2 separate regions of the Sminthopsis crassicaudata genome follow, and region 1 is linked to region 2. A link is a contact called in public Hi-C data. All regions are on one chromosome and are shown on one strand. The core of a region is the stretch at or near the end of the contact, and the rest is flanking DNA. Distances in the headings are between cores, read along the strand shown. Region 1 holds the start of PLEC (plectin). Region 2 holds the start of LOC141539530 (microtubule-actin cross-linking factor 1, isoforms 6/7-like).

What was found. Hi-C and Micro-C count contacts between places; a contact is called where the count stands out from the background.
Region 1: a contact with region 2 is called in a Hi-C map of hippocampus, with 1.8 times the contacts expected there. The contact joins the promoter of PLEC here to the promoter of LOC141539530 in region 2. A contact is called at or near these places in 2 of 2 Hi-C or Micro-C datasets (fibroblasts and hippocampus).

Annotation. Positions count from the first base shown.
Region 1 is chr1:75,467,469-75,471,253 of ASM4859323v1, reverse strand. It overlaps PLEC (plectin), which reads left to right and starts at 1,475. Exons shown (of 34, transcript XM_074262372.1): 1 at 1,475-1,622; 2 at 3,141-3,339. The coding sequence starts at 3,147.
Region 2 is chr1:75,324,376-75,327,778 of ASM4859323v1, reverse strand. LOC141539530 (microtubule-actin cross-linking factor 1, isoforms 6/7-like) reads left to right here and starts at 1,552. Exons shown (of 19, transcript XM_074262432.1): 1 at 1,552-1,996; 2 at 2,532-2,903; 3 at 3,017-3,169. The coding sequence starts at 2,562.

The DNA.
Region 1 (3,785 bases), core at 226-2,725, 140 kb before region 2:
GGATGCTTTCTGATTCTTTCATAGAATTCCTCTTATGCTGACATTCATGATTTAACCACAAGACGGCAGCAGAGACCAGAGGCCTGTAGTCCACTTCAGCAGAGAAAGGATATTGAAAGTCTTTTCCAAGACCAGCCCATCTCTTACCTGTCCCCTAAGAGGTTCCACTTGAACTCCTCCCCTGCCCTAGCTCCCACAATACCCTTCTGCTCTGTTTAGATTTCTCCTGGGATACTTTCTTAATTGAAACTGACAGGATGCTTCATAAATATTGTGGGAAGTTTTCCCAGTTTTGCTCTCTTTCTCCCCAGTTCCTGGGTAGGAGCTGGAAATCCAGTATGGTAGTTGTAGTACATGAAGAGCAGCACAACTCCCGGTGTGGGAGTGAGGTGGGACTGGGAGGAAATTGTGCTATATTAAGTATAATCATAGAGAGTAAAGTGTCCCTGAGTATATGAGGGCCCCATGACAATGGGCACTGTCACTGAATGTCTGAGACAAGGTATTGGGGGGCGATAAGACAAGGAAACCCCCACCAAGGTCTGGTTGAGTGCTGAGGAGCGATTCTCCTGGTTTTGAGCACCTGTGTCAGCCCATGTGTATCCTAGTTGTGGCTGTGTGTGTATGACTGTGTCAAGCTGTGCTGGTCACTGTGGGGGTAGAGAAGGGGATGAAGAAGCATTGTGTGAGCTCAGAGAAAGGCTTAGAGTCTTCCCAAAGAAGGCACAGAGGCTGCCCCCTCCCCTTCACCACTTCTAGCCCTCTCCCAGGTACCATTCCAGTTAATCATTGACCAGGAAAGGGGGGGAAAAAGGAGAAAACGGACCGAGGAGAGAGATGGAACCATCACAGACGGAGTCTCGCTTCCAAGAGATACAGCAGCAACATGTACTCAAGGAGCCCCTGTTTCACACGGAGACATTGTTACAGACACACCCGGGATACACTATCACACCGAAAAGACACAGGGACCGATATTCAAGGGTCTACAGTGAAGTCACTCGGAGACACACACCCAGGAATACACTATCACCTACAAAGGCCACGTGACTTAGGCTCACACCTGGCGACGTGTCCCACCCGAGGGCACGGGGACAAACAGCCCTAGGACCCAGAGCTACTGTCCCACCAAGAAATGCGGACTTCCACTGAGGGACTGAGACAAAAGACCCACTGCCACGAAGCTCTGTCTCACACACAATCGGTGACACCCGGACCTAGTGACAGGCGCACACACAGTGACACTTTCACTTCCTGGCACACACAGGCCCTGGCGCGCGCACACACGGACAGTCGGGAGCATCCAGACACTGACTCCCCTCAATGATTCCCCCCACCCCCAACCCACACACAGTCACAGACACACACCCGCCCCACGCACCCCCAGGGGCGGGGCTCCGGCCTCACTCACACCCTGCGCTTCCCACTCCCCCCGCCCTTGCTCCCTGCTCTGGGCTCGCCCGCCCCGAGACTGGGGCTGCAGCGCCGGCTCCGAGCAGAGCCGGGACAGACCCGCCTTAGCCCAGGGGCTGAGCCGAACCGAACGAAGCCAGCCGAGTGGAGCACCCGCAGCGGGCGCGGCAGGAGCGGCCACGGCGGCGGCAGAGGTAGCGGCGAGCCAGGTGCGTAGTGCGTCTACTGCAGGAGGCCAGCTGCGGGAGGAGGGAAGGGGGTGGGGGGTTACAGAAGCATCTTTATGAGGGGGACAGACTATGAAGAATCCGAGACCGGGGGAGACCCTTCCCTTCCTTTGCATCTTCCCTCTCTTGCTTCTGCAGAGCCAGGAAGGAAGCCCCCACCCCCACCCTGCTCCTTTTCACGCAGGCCTTTGGGGTGCATTCTCTATCTCCCCCTTCCCTAAGGCCCCCATCTCCGATCTCTCCCTTCCTGTCCAGCCCGTGGTCCTCATTGTCCTCCCCCCTCCTTTTCCCATCTCTGGCCAGCCGGGCTTCTGCTACTGCTGCCCCCTTTCCTCCCTCTTTCCCTCCCTCCTCTCCCTCCCTTCCTCTCTCCTTCCCTCCCTGGCTCCTGCTCCTGCTCCTCCCAATGCTGCGGAGACTGCAGGGGCCGGGGGCGGGCCCGGGGGCGGGACAGGGGCGGGGAGGAGGGACCCTCCAAGCGACCTGGACCGAGGGGCATCGCCCAGGGGATCCCTACACAGTGGCAGAGTTCCTTCAGGCCTGCTCAGGGCTTGGGGTGGAGCATGGGGGAGGGACAATCGGACAATCCCAGATTCTGCCTCTTGTCCCCCTTCTCCCCACTAGTGCTGGGGCTGGCAGTCACATAACACTCATTGTGCCTGCAGAGGTGACCCCGCCCCTGGGCTTGAGCCCGGGGTCGCAGACAGAGCTCCATTCACCCCCTTCTTTCTAACCCTCCCCCTTCCTGACAACTACTCCTCCTTTGGGGAGCAAAATAGGCTTTGGCCACAGCCCAGGCAGCATAGCTTAGCAAGTGGGTCCATGAGGGCACATGTATAGGTATGCTTGTGTCTAATATCTGCATGTATTCTATTGTGTGAGAATGTGTTTGTGAAGATAATAAGGTTGACATTGTGGTGGTGTCTGTGCACTTGTGTATGCTGTGAACATGTAGTCATGAGCCTGTATGTGTTTGCAGGTATGAGGGGGTGATACCTTCCATCAGAGGGTGTTGGGGGACAGGGTTTGCTAATGGGGGTGGGGCTAGGGCCTCACGTGGTGATGCTAATGCAGGCTGTGGGGCTCCCACTCCTGCTCAGAACACTATTTTTAGGACTTTACTGCAGTCAGAGGCTGACTACAAAGCCCCTCTTTCCTCCTTCTCTACCCCACATCTCTCCACGGCCAGGTGATGAGGCAGGGTAAATTAGTCAATATCTTGCAGACAGGTCAGTTTACAGCTGAGAGAGTTGATGTTTAGGTAACAAGGTTGGAGAGTAGGGCTCAAGTATCTGATGAGAGCCAAAGGGTAAGTCTGAATGTTTAGGTGTAAGGTGGTAGTCTCTGGGTGAGAGAATAAGGATAATCATCCATTTATTTTGGGGATTGAGTATCAGAGTCTAGATGGGGTTTGGGAAAGGATTGGAAATAAGGCTGTTTCTGGGTGATCGACTTAGTGTTATTCCCCTTCAGCAATCCTTCCTTTCCACCTTTCTGCAGGTGGCCATGTCTGGGGAAGGCCCAGAACCTCGGGGTTCTGGGGATGACAGCTCCAGTGGGGGCAGCAGCTCCCCCAGCCCCGGAGACACTCTGCCTTGGAACCTTGGGAAAACTCAAAGAAGCCGAAGAAGTGGAGGCGGTTCTGCTGGTAACGGTGGTGTCCTGGACCCTGCTGAGAGGGCAGTCATCAGAATTGCAGGTATAGAATGCTGGGGACATTATTGCATTTCTGCTACAGGGGTATGTGCAGTTACCCCATCATTGGTGTTGGTCTAAAGCTCATTTTATTACAGATATGAGAATTTCAGGGGAGTTGTTTTTTGGGTAATCTCTTAAAAAATACTTGATGTTGAGTTATCCTTTCAGAAGTAGAAGAGAATCATTTTGTCACAGGCATAGGGATGCCATCACAGTGTATGGGGAAATCTGGAGATCATGTCATCATAGGTTTAGGGGTCCTTGAGATCATCTCATCATAGTTTTGAGTATATCTGGTGCTGGCTTATAACAGGTAGTGATGTGGAAAATTAAGATGGATGATGGCAGGTATCAGCTTCTTTATTAAAGGTATGGATGGGTCCAGAGGACAGAAGTAGAGAAGCTTCATCTCCTCTGAAGATAAAATTAGGGAAAGTGGCATTGTGT
Region 2 (3,403 bases), core at 303-2,802:
CCTGAGCTTGGACTTTCCTTTTTTTCCTTACACATTGGCTCCCCACCATTCTTTAAAATCTAACTTGAATATCCCCTCCACCAGCAAGCCTTTCAGGACGTTTTCTCTCCCATTCCCTAGCATTTGCACCTTCTTGGCGCACACATCATGCATTATTTTATATGGTCATGAGTCAACAAACATTTATTGAAGGCTTACTATGTGGTAGATCCTGCCAGCCACTGAATTATCTTTGTGATGTGTCCCATGCTCCCAATGGAACGGGAACTTCATGAATACAAGAACTGTATCTAAACTCCAGATGCTTTCCATCACCTAACGGTCTCTCTCCTTTACAAGGGTTTTACAAATGTTTGTTGCCTTGAATGGGAGGGGAGCCCATGGGGAAGCTTTGATCACTAAGGGGGTGGAGAGGATAAAACGGCCAAGGAAAAACTGGTGCCTAGTGAAGAAAACAGGAGGGGGTGACAAAGATGGAAGGAGAACTAAGAGTGTTCAGGGAGGGCTAGGATGGGAGGGGATGATGGCGATGGACTCATCATCAGTGACCAGTGCTACTGAGAAGGCAATGAGGGTAGTGATGGAGACTTGGGGAGGGTCCACCACCTTTTCTTGTTTCTCTTTTCAGATGTCTGCTCCAGTGGAGACCCAGAGCTCCGGGTCGGGCTCCCCACTGCCTTCGGCTGACAGGTAACGCCCCCGTCCTCCAGACGGGGAGGAGGGGAGAAGGGGTGAGAGCTGTGGATGCTGTCCACGTAGGATTGTCTCACTCTCTCTGTCCCCTGTCCTGACACACTCAGGTCCTGGACTCAAAGCGAGTGGCAGGCCTGGTACCTGGACGTGAGAGCCCAGGTCTTGTCATTGCGCTGTGGGCTGGAAATGTTGGAACAGCAGTTGCCCCAGCCTCTGGTGAGTCTGTGAAGGACCCCCCCCCCCAATTTCCTACAACAAGCCCCCTCCCCCGTGAGCCCTCACGGGCTCCCCATTGCTCTGATGTCCCTTCTTGCTCTTAAATCTGTGAGCCTGGGCTCCCTCCTGGCCCCTGATGAGCCCCTGTTGTTCGGGCCCTCCTCTCCGAGGCCCACCTTGTTGCTTCACCTTCTCCTGCTCCTGGCACATATCCATGACTAGTGTCCCCCTCAGGCCACCCGGTGGCTCTTTGGGGGCCAGAGTAGGAGAGTAAATAGGCCTTGGGTGATTTACTGAGGAAGCTGCTGTGCTTTCCTATCGGAGACCTCCCCCTCTCCTCTCCTTCCTGGCTGCTCCCCCTCCCCCACATCCCCCAACTGGCTGGCATCCCCCTCCCCTCCCTACTCTGCCCTGCCGGACTGCGAGACTGAGGCCCCTTGGCGGGTTTCCAGGAAACGGGCTGGCTGGCGGGGGAGTTGGGAAAGAGTTAAGGGCAGGCCTGTTGTGTGCTGTGTGCTGGGCTGGGGGTGGGGGGGTCAGGGTTGGGGAAGGGGTCAGGGGAGGAGGGGATGGGAGGGGCGGGGCTCCATCTGGCGGGCTGCACCTTAGGAAACACTGAGCCAAGACGCGGGACGGACAGACGGATCGTGGGCTGGAAGGCTGGTGGGATACCAGAGAGCTGTGGGCTAGGAGGGCTCGGGGGTTAAGGGGGGAAGCCAGACAAGGCTGAGTGAGGGGTAGGAAGTCCCCACTGGGCAGGCAGGCTGGCCTGAGCAAGGGTGACTCCCCTGGCCCGGGAGGAGCGGGGCCCCAGCTTCCCAGCTCTGGCTTCCCCCAACCTAGCCCTGGGCCCTTTGGCCTGGCCCCACCACCCGGTGGTCCCATCAGGAGGGTGTGGAAAGAGCCAACCCTGCTCCTCCATGTGCCCACCTCCTAACGGTCAGTCAGCCTGCTTGCCCACGTGGCCACCTGTCAGCTCGGCTGAGCGGGAGGTAGAAAAAAGGCGCTGGGCTCCGGGTCTTGAGGGCTCTTGGAGTGACAGACACTGCTACCCTGGCCTGAGACGCCTCCTTTGGGAAGTCCTCTGGTAGGTCCTCTGGGGCCTCCCTGCCTGGGAGCTGGGGGAAGGGGAGCTAGAGCAGAAAAGCTGGGCTGGGCTGGGCTGGGAGAGACCCTGGGGAGAGGAGCTCTAGGGGAAATTGAACCAATGCAGGTCCTAGAAGAAGGGGGTCCCTGGGGAATGGGGACCTGAGAAAGAAATACAGAAGAAGGGAGAGGGCTGGCCTGCCCTACTGCTTCCTCTGCAGGTTCCCAGAGGGACATCAGGGGTAGGGAACCCAAAGGTGTCTTCCCTGCCTCAGGGTGGGACAAGGGGAGGGAAGCAGTTATCCAGATCGTGCCCGTCAGGGTGTGTTTAGGTTCCGTCAGGAGCTCAGGGGTTTTGCTTCAAACACGGCATTCCCCCGTCCGCACTCAGGGTGCTCCTGGGTGTCTGACCTGTTCTGCTGCCCTTCCTTGCTCCACCACGTGGGTAAATGAATGGGGCGGAGGGGTTGGTGTGCTGGTGGGCTCCCCCCCAGGTCTCAGCCTTCATTTCAGCATTCTTTGCTGTTGTGTCGTAGGCTGGATCCTACACCCCACTTAAGACTGCCATGGGTAACCCAGCGTCCAGACCCAGCTGCCTGGGGGAGAAAGGTCATCACTCGGAAGAGTTTCTGAAGAGTCAAGGGGGCGGTGCTGGGCCAGGGCCAGGTCCTGGGCCTGGGGCTGGCCTCTGTCCCCCCACAGCCCCACCCCCTCCTGCCACATCCCTCTCACCAGGGAGCCCATGGGCCTGGAGGGCCCATAGCACTCGGGAGGTGACAGAAGTGACAGAGGTCACAGAAACAGTTGTGACAGAAATCGTGGAGGTGACACGATACCCAGGGGGCCGGCAGCCCACGGTCACCCGAACGGTGACCATGCTGAGTGAGAGTGCTGGACCACTTGCCCCGGTGAGCTCTAGTCCCGAGGAACTCATGGTGGGTTAGGAGGTTTGAATGGGAAGGACGTTATTATCATTTGGGACATTTGGGGGTTAGGCAGCTATCCCTGGCCCTTTCTCTAGGTACCCCAGTGGGCAGCCCTTCCTCCTTCTGAACCCCCCGAGCCTCCTGCTGCTCTCCAGAGCTGGTTGGATGACATGGAGGAACTACAGACAGGACAAGGGCCTCCAGCTGCTGAGGTTAAAGTAGCCAGTGCCCAACTACAGGAGCAAAAGGTAGGAGGCCAAAGGGGCAGGGGTTGGGGAGTGCCCAAGAGAAGGGTGGGAGACGGGAGAAGACTGTGCTAAAGTAGCCTTTTGCCCTGATAGGCTCTGAGCCTGGAGATTTTACACGTTCTGGGCACAGGGACCACTGACAGCGACTGTAGATACACCCCCCCCCTTTTAAATAAACATGTTCCCATTGACCCACCCCCTCCTCAGAATGGTGTTAGAAAGGCATGCTTTTTA